Regions from separate parts of the Gossypium arboreum genome. Here region 2 is linked to region 1. Evidence: chromatin contacts called from public Hi-C data. All regions are on one chromosome and are shown on one strand. Each heading gives the region's core, a stretch centred on a gene start, on an enhancer-like site or on the middle of the called end of the contact. The rest is flanking DNA. Distances are from core to core; before and after follow the strand shown. Region 1 holds the start of LOC108485449 (sulfate transporter 1.3). Region 2 holds the start of LOC108483979 (2,3-bisphosphoglycerate-dependent phosphoglycerate mutase 1-like).

Region 1 (6,250 bases), core at 2,198-4,697:
ATAAACCGATAAAATTAAGTGATTTTCTGTGTGCATGTCTATACTTTCAATATATCATATTCATATCTTATTTCTTACCTGTGGCTACATAGCAGGAAGTCAATGAACCGACTACATTCATTGCTCCTAATGCCACCATTTCTTTGTTTCCATCTAGTTGATAGTCTTTCATCGAAGCAAAAGTTCGCCCAATGGCCACAGCTTCCTGTTAAATTAACCCAACAAAGAAGAAAAGATGAAAACATGAAAAAGGTCCATTTAGAGGCAGTTAATTAATTTCCTTTGTGGGTGAAGATGGATAGTAAAGAAAAGATAGCGTACCGTCAATGCTATCATACCCGCCACAACACCAATCTTTAAACCTTTAAGAAGATAGTCACCAGTGAAATAAATTTGATTTACTGATGAGGGATTGATTCCTTTCTCAATGTTTTTCACCTGCATATATGAGAAAACATTCAACTAAGAGATTGCAGTATTGGACTTAAAGATTATTATAGGTTAAAGATGCTTACAATCTGGACTCCTTTCTTTTCTGCATGTGTTATATAAACGAAAAAGGTGGAGAGAATAACTGATATCAAAGGAGCTATTGCAGGCACCCAGAAGAACTTCTTGCTCTTTTTCCCCTATTTTTCAAAGCATGTAAAAGTTAGGAAATGCTCACAGGCCCGATAAATAGTTTGTAAATTGGAATAGTACTTAGAGGCTCTTACAATGTACTTGGTTAACAGCAGGAAGGATAAAAAGCTAACTCCAATGAGTATAGTCTGCCAGTTCCACTGCAGAAGTAGAACCATATAGATTTAGTAACTGGGAAGTAGCGAATGATTAAATTGATATAAGTTCGGAAAGCTTTGTATTTTAGCTTGGGAAGATGGAAGGCTGCTTACTCCATGATGGACACTGCCCCATACAGAGCGCATTACAGAAATAATATCTGTTTTCTTTGTAAATTTTTCTATACCAAGAAGACCTTTAAGCTGTTGGAGGGCGATTGTAATCGCAGCTCCAGCCATAAAACCGATGATGGCAGCATGTGACAAGAAGTCAATCAAGAATCCCAACCTAATTTTTTTTTTTCAAAACATAGATTAGTGAATGCTAGAAGCAAATACTATTAATTCAGAGAGTAAAATATAGAATTACCTGAGAAAACCAAGAGTTACTTGAGTGATCCCAGCAAAAAAGGTAGCTGTAAATGCAAGCCGCAGATACTCGGCTTCATTTTGATTAGGGTCAATCTCATTTGAAAGCATTGACCCTAGTAAAAGAGATACCACAGCAACTGGTCCAATCGCGATGTCCCTTGAACTTCCCATGAAGGCATAAATCAATGGTGGAACAAAGCTGGAGTCTGTAATTGTTAAAACAATAATAAAAACCTCAAGACAACTCCAACAAAAAGACTAACAATGGAAGGTGATGATAAATAACATGAAAACTTACAAAGTCCATACTGTGGAGCCAAGTTTGCTAGCCTTGCATAACCAATGTCCTATTTTCCAAGAAAATACATATGAAAATTATTGGAGGTTCATTAACAATTAACAGTTAATGGCCTCTATGTATGTTTTAGGAGTATAGCAAAATCTACCTGAGGAATGCATAGACTCGCGATTGTGAGTCCAGCAATGAGATCACCTCTAAATTTTCTCCAGTTGTAACTCCTTCCCCATTCGAAAATCGGGAAGATGGCCTCGATGCCGAGGACAAGCTTTCGAGACCTTGGTTGGTCCTTGAAGGGACGCAAAGGATCATCGGCAAATAATGTTTCTTTCACCCTGGCAGTGAATTCCCTCAAGAGGTTTTGCTTAGGGGGAATCCCTACCTTGTGAAGATACTGCGAGTGTTGGTGTGAGGCCGACAGGCTTCTAACATCCATCTCTTTGGTTTCAGCTTCAATGCTTGAAGCAGAGTTGGGTTCCATGTCACTAATCTGTACAACATGAAAATTAAGTCTTATCAGAAAAAGTGCACTGCTGAATGTTGCAGGGAATTAATAGCAAAATGCAAGAATCCATGCAAACCATGAAAAACACCACACTGATGTATACTTATTTAGTTTCTTAGCCCTAAAATAGACAAACAGAGCATTGATATTAAAGAACAGAACATCAAAATGTCAAGCCATCCAAAGAAATTGAATATAGTTCATGGCATTAGAACACAATGAAGATGCTTAAACTAACCAAAGAAAGTGGAGTAATGGTTTAGAGATTGCAAAATCCTATTGAACTTGGATAAATCCTTGATATGATCTTGCTTATATAAGTGTTAATAGGATTCCAGGTCAAACTTTACAAGCTAAAAGAGAGAATTAAGCATCAACAATGCATGAATCTAGTGTAAAATTTTAATAAAAGCAAAAAAGAGTCTCCTGGTAATAGAATTTACAGAAATACTATCACCAAAAGTAAATAAACATTCATCTTCACTTACTAAATTATCATATGAATAGCATCAATTTCAATATCCGGATCCTTTTTACATGTTATATAAACAGCAAACAAGAAGTGGTACCAAAATAAACATATAGATCATTCAATATCTAGTCATTGATGCAAGCAATTACTTGTAAAAATGTGGTGCTTAGAATAAAATATGCAGTTTGGGAAGCACAAACCAGAAATTTTAAGTCTTTAGCCACCTCTTTCTCTGTGCCTTTTTATGTATATTTCCTTGTTATTAATTATCATGAAAAGCTCATTTGCAAAAAATACAAGCACAAAGAACAACTGATTTGATGCGGCTTCTGTTAATGTTATATGGGAAAAGATGGAAAAAGTTGCAGTCAATCACAAGCAGCCATACATTAAGAAGAGACTTTTCAGTTTTATTTGTATAAAAGTCTTAGTTGATGTATTGTTAAGGGTCCCATTTTGAAAATCCCTCCTAGGGGACCCAAGGACACGAATAATTAATTGAAATCTCTTGGCTTGTAGTGCAAAAATGGAAACAAAAACAAACTAGAAAATCTCTCACCAATTTCATGAAATTATAATCACAATTTACAATACCATGACTACAAATTTCTGCTTTATAAACCCAGAAAAGAACCCAGATGGTTCATATAATTAACAACAAGCATATGAAAGTTCCAAACTAATAGAATCAGAATAAAGGATAAGATAGCAAAGTCTGTGTGTCTCACCTCCTCTCATACAGAAGCCATTGATAGTGGAAGACCCCACCTTGCCCCACCCCAGTTCCAAAGGCCAAGGCTAAAGCTAAAGCTTACTTCAAATGGAATTTGTATATAAACCTCCCTAAAAAGTAATGTATAAAGAAAGGACAATAAATAGTAACATACAGAGAAGGGCAATAAAAAAAGAGAGGAATTTCTATTTCATGCAAATGCCAAAAAGGGACCGTTTAAAATCACTTCAAAAGCTCACCTTTTTGCTTTCCACACTTGATGGTCCTCATATTTCGCCTTGTCACTTTTAAATATATATATATTGATTTTAAACAAATAAACCCATTGGCAGGAGAAACCTTAGATCACCGGGAGAGAACCCAAATGTGGTCCAGGTTCATTGAACCCGCATTACTTTCTTTTTACTTTCTTGCCATTTTCTCGGATTTTTCATTTATTTCTTGTTTTTTTCCATAAAAATAGGAATATAGAATAATAAGTTGAAATAAAAAATAATAACTTTTCGTAAGAGATAAAAATAAGATCTTTTGGGCTTTCTGTTATCTAATTTTACCTAAATTATGTGTGGATTCTAATAATATTTGGCATATGCTTACAACACATAATATTTTATCCAGAAATATAAATTTATAATATTTTTACATAGCAAATGTTACTCTTCTTTCTCACTTTGGGTCTCCATTTCTCAGACTGTATACCAACAAAATGGCAGAATTGCTTTCTATCTGTATCTCCAACCTTGATATACAGTATTTGAAGCAAGGGCCAAAAGCATAAATTATAATTTTCTAAGGAGGATTAAAATAACAATATAATCATTTCAACCAAGGAGGCAAAAGCCCCTCCCCCTCCCCCTCCCCCTCCCCCTGCCTTAAACTTAGTACTTCACAATTGGGTCTCAATTCAATATAATTTATAATTTTCATTTTCCATAATGTAAGAAAAATGAATAGGTTGAGTCCAAATTTGCAGGCAACCGAACGTGAGGGATTAAAACACGTAAATATAAAAAAACTTCGGTTGAATGACGGAATGAATGAGGGAAAGGGCAAAGGAAAAGTCAGAGATGAAAGCATGGCCATTACTTTAACAACTTCATTTTCAGTCCCTAGTCTAACATACACTACAAAACAAGACAAAAAAACGACTTTTTGAAGTCTCCCCTCACAGCCTATGCCAAACCCAATACTAGTTTGAATATGGACGTCTTTAAGGGTGGGTTCCCCTCACACATTGGAAGTGGGTTTATTGCGCATCTACTACCTTTATTAGTTCCTCTTGGCCGTAGTTTTACTCTCTTTATCCATGTATCAATTTTTTAAAAAAATATTCGATTTCAACATGCACTTTCAAGTCGTTTTAAGATATGTTCTCAATTCATTTATAAAATATTTTATTTATTTTAAATGTATTAATTGAAAATTGTTTAAATGATTATTTAACAAGATATAATTTTAATTTAATTTTTTCAATGTAATTTAAAATTAAAATTTATTAACATATAAGAGAATTTTGAAAGCCTTGGACAGAATTACACAAATCTCACATCTTTTATATACATTTATTAAAATACATATTAGAGGCGAAATAAAAAAAGGATAAGTAAGCATGTACGAGGTTTGAGTTTGAAAGCTTAGTTCAGTATAAATATCAGTGATACTAGGCAAAATTATTTTAGTGTTAGAATCAAATATTTGTTTTCTATTTTTTGACATACATTGTACCTATAAATACTACGTATCATAGCATTCAAAGTCACTCAATCAATTTTCACTTAACCTTCTCTTCCAAACTTGCTTTGTTATTTCAAAATTCTCTTCTTTATTTATTGTTTTCCTATTGAATAAATAATAATGTTTGTTAAATCAAATATCCTTAAGGATAGGGATATTCACACCTCAAGCTGCCATTCTAATTTCCTAAGTCTCTTTTTTCTAACATTTAATCCCTAAATTTGTAAACTTTTTAAATTTGCCTCTTAATTTTTTTTTCCATATTAGTTCCCGAATTTGAATTCTTTTGTAATTTGCTCTATGAACTTAGATTCCATTAAGGTTTGATTATGTAGCACTCTAAGATTGTGCCATTTTATCACTTGAAAATTTAAAAAAAAAGTATATAAAATTTAAAAATAAAAAATATTTTAGAACATTTTTGAATGATAATGTGACAATTTTAAAGTGTCATGTCATGATACCTTAACGAAATCTAAGTTCATAGACCAAATTAAAAAAAAATTGTCAAGTTTTGTCACTAATGTGGATAATAAAAGTTCTGAGACCAAGGTAGAAATATTTGCCAACTTCAAAGACTAATTATTGTTTTATCTCAAAACAAAAAAAAAAAAAAAAGAAAATGAGACAATGAGGGTAAGAAATTGGTGAAAATGGAAAAGAAATGGAAATAATTTATCAATCCTTGAAAAATGGGGTTGATGGTTGAACCGATTGGACCATCGGTTTTTGGTTCAATCGATTCAACCATTATAAAATTAAAAATTTATAATTTTTTTTAAAAAAATTAACAGAAAAATCATTCAAAATAAATACACATAAATTATAGAGCCCAAATTTTGCTCGGGCCCAACAAGCAGAGCCCAAAACACCAAATAAATTAACAGTCTAATTAACACCCCACTAAACCAACCACTACCTCCATCACCCCATTTGACTACAAAAAGAAAGAGGCAATCGGTTAGCAAACAAGTTGTAAAATTTGGCTATAAAAGCCATTCAAAACCATTGTAATCGGGTTTCGTTTTTTATTTTGAAGAAAAAAAGAGAGAGATTTGAATACAAGAAAAAGAGAGACTCTCAATACAAGAAATACACGAGATTAATCAAAAATCAAAGCAAAAGAGATGTTTTTTTCGTCTATTCTCGTTTTAAGTTCCTTGTTTATTTTATTTTATCTTTCAATTTTATTTTGTTTCTTTTTACATACTAAAGTAAAAATAAGGGGAAGAAGTTTACCCATTTTGGAATTGCCGAAAATGGGTTTTTTTTAGGTCCAACCACCGTGTACGGTGGTGCCAACACCGGCTCGTGGAGGTCCGGTGGCCGGAGCAAGGCCAGACCGATGGCCGGATTT
Region 2 (6,288 bases), core at 3,210-5,709, 180 kb before region 1:
TTGCTAGCATCTTAAGATGGAATTTGGATATAGGGTTCCAAGTCAGAGATTTTGTAGATCTGAAGAGATTCAGATTAAAGTAGCTTCCAACTTTTATGATTCTTTATACTACGCTTTTTGCTTCGGTTTTCAGCACTATGGTTGTTTTTCTATCAGTTGTTAGTGTAAGGGCATCTGCTTTTGCTGCAATCATATTCATTTATGCTTTATATGGGTGATTGATTTAATATTGGAAGTTTGTTCCTTGGCAGGTGGCCAAACCATTTCTGGAGCCCAAGACTCAAAACAAAGTAAAATTTGTATACACTGATGATCCCAATACCAAGAAAGTAATGGAGGATCTTTTTGAAATGGAGAAACTGGAGTCTGCCTTTGGTGGAAACGATGACTCAGGTTTCGACATCAACAAGTATGCTGAGAGGATGAGGGAAGAGGATAAGAGGATACCCGCATTTTGGACAAAATCAGAAGCTCCACCAGAGCCCATGCCGACATCTTCTGTTGATTTGAATTCTTTTGATTCTGATGCCTCTGATAGTGGCAAGGTAGATGGTTCCACGAGTCATGTTTCAGATTCAGAAGGCCTCATTTCCGATAAAAGTGTCTTGGTTACTAAGGGCAGTGATAATTGTAATGGCTCCAAGGAATTGCTTTACAGATAGAGGAGACTCAAAACTTGAACCATGTCTTGGCTGAGGCTAATAAGGTACGATGATCTGACTGTAAGCGGCACTGTTTAACTGTTCTAGTTAGAAATATGAAGCCTATTACAACTTCCGTTTTGAATGGATCTCATTGTTTTTTCGTTCGGTTAATTTGATGTATCCTTTTGATAACAGCTTGTCTTGTTTTATCATTTCTCACTCTTTGATTAAAAGTTTATGCAACATAGGTTAACCATGCAGTTTTCTCTTTTTATTTCTTTTTTTATTAAGGTTTCCTTGGCATTTAAGTAATAGTATCTTAGTTAACATTCCATACAGACAGAGAGAGAAAGTAACAGATAAACTTTTTCTTATTGCACCAAAAAAAAAAAAATCGAACTTAATACAAAGACAAACCCGTCTGTCCATATTTTCACAACAAACTGAAGACGGTAAAAACTGGAAATGAGTATTGTATATCTATAGCACACCTACCTAACCTAATCATCTGCAGGGACTTGCAACTACTTTGCTGCACCCATATGAAAAATCAACTGGACGACAGCTAACCTTCGGAGCTATTGGTCCAACATTGTAACCAGAACAATCGTAGATGGTGATGTCAGTAGTGATGCAAAAAGACGGCCCTGGAAAACTTAATAGAAAAAAAAATTTAACATTTATCGAGAGTCGGAAAGAGGGCTAGCATACAGGATCCGATGTTACCTCTATACTTAAAAGGACATATGTCAAGTCAACATGTCATCTAACTTCTGCCTGTATTGAGCCAACCTCTGCAAAAGTTAATTGGTAGAAGTATTAGTCCTCTTAAATTGAGCTTAATAATCCTAGGTAAAAGGGTTGAAAGAGTCATCAAAAACAAGATGATAAAGAGATAAGTATATCCTAATGCAAAGTTTCTTGTTTTTCCTCTTGAGGTCGAGATCTCTATGGTATCAATGGTAAGATAGAAAACAAAGCATAGTGTCAACATGATGAATTCAGCAAGAAAAGCTTCTTTCATAATCAAGTTATTTCCAAGTAAAGCTACTTTTATGATAGAAAGCTATGGCCATATGTGGATATATAGATAACACCTTCCTTTCTGCACAGAAGTTCCGAGGCCATTCCTCAAGCTCTAAGACTTTAAGCATGGACCAAGGAAAAGTTTGAAAACCCAAACATTTCTTGATTCCCTACCTCCTTTCCTTCTCAAAAAGTACTGAAAAAGCAACTACTTAGTCCTTTTTTATTTCCAAAGCTCTTTTATAAATTTCTTGCTTCATGAAGCAAAATCACATATATAAAAGCAGTAGAATAAACTAATTTTACACAGGTCCATGACATATCAATAATAATGCTGAGAGGAAGTTGCATACCCTAGTGTAAGCGTAGACTCCAGCCTCTGTTGGTGCTACTGGACTTCCCCTCCTAATGAACTTTCCCTCTTTAAAAATGTAAAGCATGGGTATCCCAGTGGATAGTTCTAAAGTAATAACCTGTCCCGTGAAGAATACAAAATGAATACAGCATAATAAGAAAAAGAGTACTAGGAAAAATTGAAAACATCCCGAATGGAACCGAAAGAAGGGTCCATACCTCCTGGGAGGTTAGTTTGTCAAGATACATGATAATGGATCTTAATGAATTCCCATGGGCAGAAATCAAGATATTCTTTCCAGATAAAAGTTGGGGTTCAATCTGCAAATTAAGATTTGCTATGAGGCGCTACTATGTCGTATTAAAGGACTTCAATCATTTGATGATAGATAAAACCAGATATAGAAGTTACATTATCTCTGAAATATGCAACAGCTCTTTGAGCACACATTTCCAAACTCTCGCCATTGGGTGGGGGTATATCATAACTTCTGCGCCACTCGTGAACTTTTTCATGACCAAATTTACCCGCAGTTTCCTGTTTATTCAGACCTTGTAATTCTCCATACCTGCACGAAGAAGATAGTAAATGAATGATTCATGCAAGAAAAATGAAAAAAATCTGAGGCAGCCAATAAGAGGACGTCAGAAAGGCATTGGCAATATGACTTGATTAGTCATGATATGGAGAAAAAGAAAAAAAATATTACATTCTTTCATTCAATTTCCAAGATGTTATAACAGGAATCGATTGTTCTATGGTGTCTTCACTGTATATTTTACTCCACGCTCTTGCTCGCTCATCCTCATTATGAAGGATAATTGGCACCTATCATCAGGTCAATATTAATAGGTTATCAGTCTAATCAATCAAAGAATGACAAAATAACTGCTCTTGGACTTCTAGTAAGTAGATATGAGGTTTTAAATAACTTCGAAACCATCTAAACAAGTCAGTGGTTTTATCAATGGCAGCATCAACTGCCAAGTATCATCAAGTCACCTTCTTGCGGCGATGTTGAGTCATGGCTAGCATAGCAGTCATCTGTGCACGAATTAGTGACGATGTGTATATCATGTCAACAGGTATGTTGCTGATTCTATGACCAGCTTCAATTGCCTCTTCTACTCCCTTATTGGTTAATGGCACATCAACACAACCTGTAAAAAGGTTCTTCTCATTCCATAAAGACTCACCATGGCGAATCAGTATCAAAGCTACCTCATCTGCAATGAATATCCCGAAAATTAAAGATCAGATTATTCCCCCCAAAAAAGAACCTAATTCTTGTTCCCCAAGTTATGAGGAAATACCAAATCACTTGCATTAGTTGGAATCAATAGTGCAGTTCGATGGCTTATAATCATGAAGGAAGATGGAGCATTGTCATTTGGTATATTATTTGCTAACTGAATAAGAAACTATGTCTAGGACAATCTGGCTTACTTGATTTCATGTGAGAATCAACGGTGTCACTACTTGAGGGAGCTAAAAGAGGACCAACAACAGAGGTTTGAGACGTTGATGCCTGAATAACGTTGAATTTCCTCTTTCCCGAACTATAAATCCCTCTCTTTGAGAACTCAACTTCCAACTTAAACCCCTTGGGAAGCAACCGTACCGAACGGTTCCCGACATTGCAGTGAGTTCCGGAATTGCTGAGAAGCTGAAGAGTTCCTCCAACTGTTTGTTGCAACATAGCATTGGCCATTCTGAAAATCCAAAATAAGCAAAGCAAAGTGCAAATCTAAGAACACCTTCAATAACTAGACAAAAATGAAGCACAAATAGGAAAAAAGAAAGTCATCATTATAGACAAACAAAACACCAATGATTATGCCACTAAGGGATTTTATTCATTCTAAATAAGTAGTTAAATTAGGGTTAAAGGCAAATTTAACAAAGCTCAAATCATCATTAAAAGAGAGGCAACAAACTCAAGAAAAATAAAAAACTTGCAAAGCCATTCATTTAAAGTGAAGAAAGGGCAAATATCTTGGCCGCCAAGAAGACGATCATAGAAACAAGAATTTAGCAAACACCCTATATTTTATAAAATATGACAGATCCAAGAAATAAAAAAGGGAACTCCGATCAAAAGCTCAAAGTTAACATTTCCCATATGGGGTTTTGTTCCATAAATCAAATACACAGTAAAAGTTTCAATACAGAAAAAATGAAGAAGAAAGAAGAAAGCAAACCTTGAAAGACAACAAGTGAGAAGCAAGAAACGCAATGCTGAAAGAGAAAGATGGTATTTAGCGTTGATGGGTACCTGGAAAAACTGACTTTGGGGTGGGGTTTATATAAGAAAACTATAGTTGCAGTTTTTGTTGTTTCTTCAGTAACCTTGAAAAAGCTGGGATTTTCTTGGGTGTTTTCTTGATTTTGTTTTCCCACGTTTTCTGTCTTCGTTTTCAAATTCTGTTATTAGTTATTGAAATATACATAAATTTTGAATTTAATCATTTTAATCATTATCTTTTTAAAGTTAAGATTTTAATCCTAATTACATTTAAATTTATTATCCAAAATGGCATGATTTTTTATGAGTATTTTAAAATAGCAAGCTAAAAATTGTAATGTATTCGAGTGACTTTTAAAATTTATAATGCGTTTCTTTTCTAAAATATTTTTATTTATTTATAGACATTTGTCAGTCGCATGATACTATTTTAAGACTACTTAATCTTTTTATAATTAAAACTTTATTATAATAAAAGGAACACTATGAGTCACCATTATTAATTTCCAAATTTAAAACATATTTAAAATTACAAGTAGAATTATAAAATATATGATTCAAATGATAATCAAAATTAAATTTGGAAAACTTGAAAGGTAAATACTATGTTTGACAACCCTTGATGAGATTGTAAGGACCATACGCTACTTCAACTCCAACAAATGAATAAAGAAAAAGAAGCAACCCTTCAAAGCCTCAAGGTTAAAGCACCTAACTCCATTTTCCAATTCTCCAACCCCCCATCTTTTGGTGGGTTTTTTTATCTTACACGTGCTTAATGTATCATTCAAGGGGCTTTTTTTTTTTTTTGTCACACCTACCAAAACCTACCCCAAAATCTGAGGTCTTTGACCAATTTATATTTTGCTTTGTTTTTTTTCCAAGGTAAAAAAGGGGACACTTCATGTTTATGGGGGCCTAATACTTCTTTGCTGGCATCCTAAAGAATATGCTCTAGCATTGTTCTTTTGCCATGGGCTGTTAGGAATCCTGGCCTTTTGCCTTAAAGTTATCCAAATCATATAAAAACTAAATTAAGGTATAACCCAAGTGCAAAAGACCTATATGGTTTCAACAAATCCAAAACTTATATAATAAATTGTTTTGGGGATTGGAAAATAAATTGGAAGTAAATTCCTGCTGGATGTAAATTATTTCAATATTATGAAATATTGGAAAGAGCATTTATATAAACAAAATCAACGTTTGCAAATTGCTTAGATCTATATGTGGATTTAAGTAAGTATTCTGCTTATCAAATTAAAAATTTGATCAAGCAATCAAAATTTTTAGATTTGAGTAAAACTTAAATGAACCTTGTGTTTATAAACATATTAGGGATGGAAAGGTGATCTTTCTCATTCTAATGTTGATAACATTTTACTCATTGGAAATTGTATAGGGACATTGTTATCGATTAAATTGTGATTAACTCAACAATATAACATAAAGGACTTGAGAAATCCTAACTTTGTTCTAGGTATTCAAGTACTAAGGGATAATAAAAAACCAAAATGATAACATTATCACAAGCTTCATACATGGACAAAATATTAGAAAGTTATGCAAATACATATTCAAAAAAGGGAACTCAACCCTTTGTAGTATGGCTTCATCTTTCTTTGGAGGACTGTCTTAAGATAGTAAAAGAAAGAGAGTACATGAGAAAAGTTCATTATGCTTCGGTAGCAGGAAGTTTCATGTACGTTATGTTATGTACACGTTCAGATATTTGTTTCACAATAGGGCTGGTGAGTCGATATCAAGCGAATCCCGGTCAAAGACACTAGTAACATTACAACAAGATAGGTCAATAGTGACACTCGAGAACTCTAATGAGACACGAAATGGCGTCGTTATAGAGTTTGGCAACGCATTCGCATGCGTCACCATTGGGTATGTCTTCTTAGGGTTGGCGATGCAAAAACTCACACGTCTACATAGCTCAGCCAATGAAGATGCATCCATTGTGTCTCTACATCTAGTTAGTGGAGACGCATTTACGTGACTATATAGCT

Evidence for each region. Hi-C and Micro-C count contacts between places; a contact is called where the count stands out from the background.
Region 2: a contact with region 1 is called in a Hi-C map of leaf, with 6 times the contacts expected there. The contact joins the promoter of LOC108483979 here to the promoter of LOC108485449 in region 1. A contact is called at or near these places in 2 of 5 Hi-C or Micro-C datasets (both in leaf).

The regions. Positions count from the first base shown.
Region 1 is chr6:137,912,089-137,918,338 of ASM2569848v2, reverse strand. It overlaps LOC108485449 (sulfate transporter 1.3), which reads right to left and starts at 3,447. Exons shown (of 15, transcript XM_017789286.2): 1 at 3,399-3,447; 2 at 3,155-3,269; 3 at 1,598-1,939; 4 at 1,450-1,498; 5 at 1,150-1,357; 6 at 894-1,068; 7 at 717-782; 8 at 516-629; 9 at 322-438; 10 at 79-205. The coding sequence starts at 1,930.
Region 2 is chr6:138,090,324-138,096,611 of ASM2569848v2, reverse strand. It overlaps LOC108483979 (2,3-bisphosphoglycerate-dependent phosphoglycerate mutase 1-like), which reads right to left and starts at 4,459. Exons shown (of 9, transcript XM_017787560.2): 1 at 4,227-4,459; 2 at 3,472-3,737; 3 at 3,028-3,251; 4 at 2,735-2,853; 5 at 2,437-2,593; 6 at 2,244-2,345; 7 at 2,024-2,143; 8 at 1,371-1,438; 9 at 998-1,299. The coding sequence starts at 3,736. The coding sequence ends at 1,394. LOC108483980 reads left to right here. Exons shown (of 6, transcript XM_017787561.2): 6 at 252-900. The coding sequence ends at 662.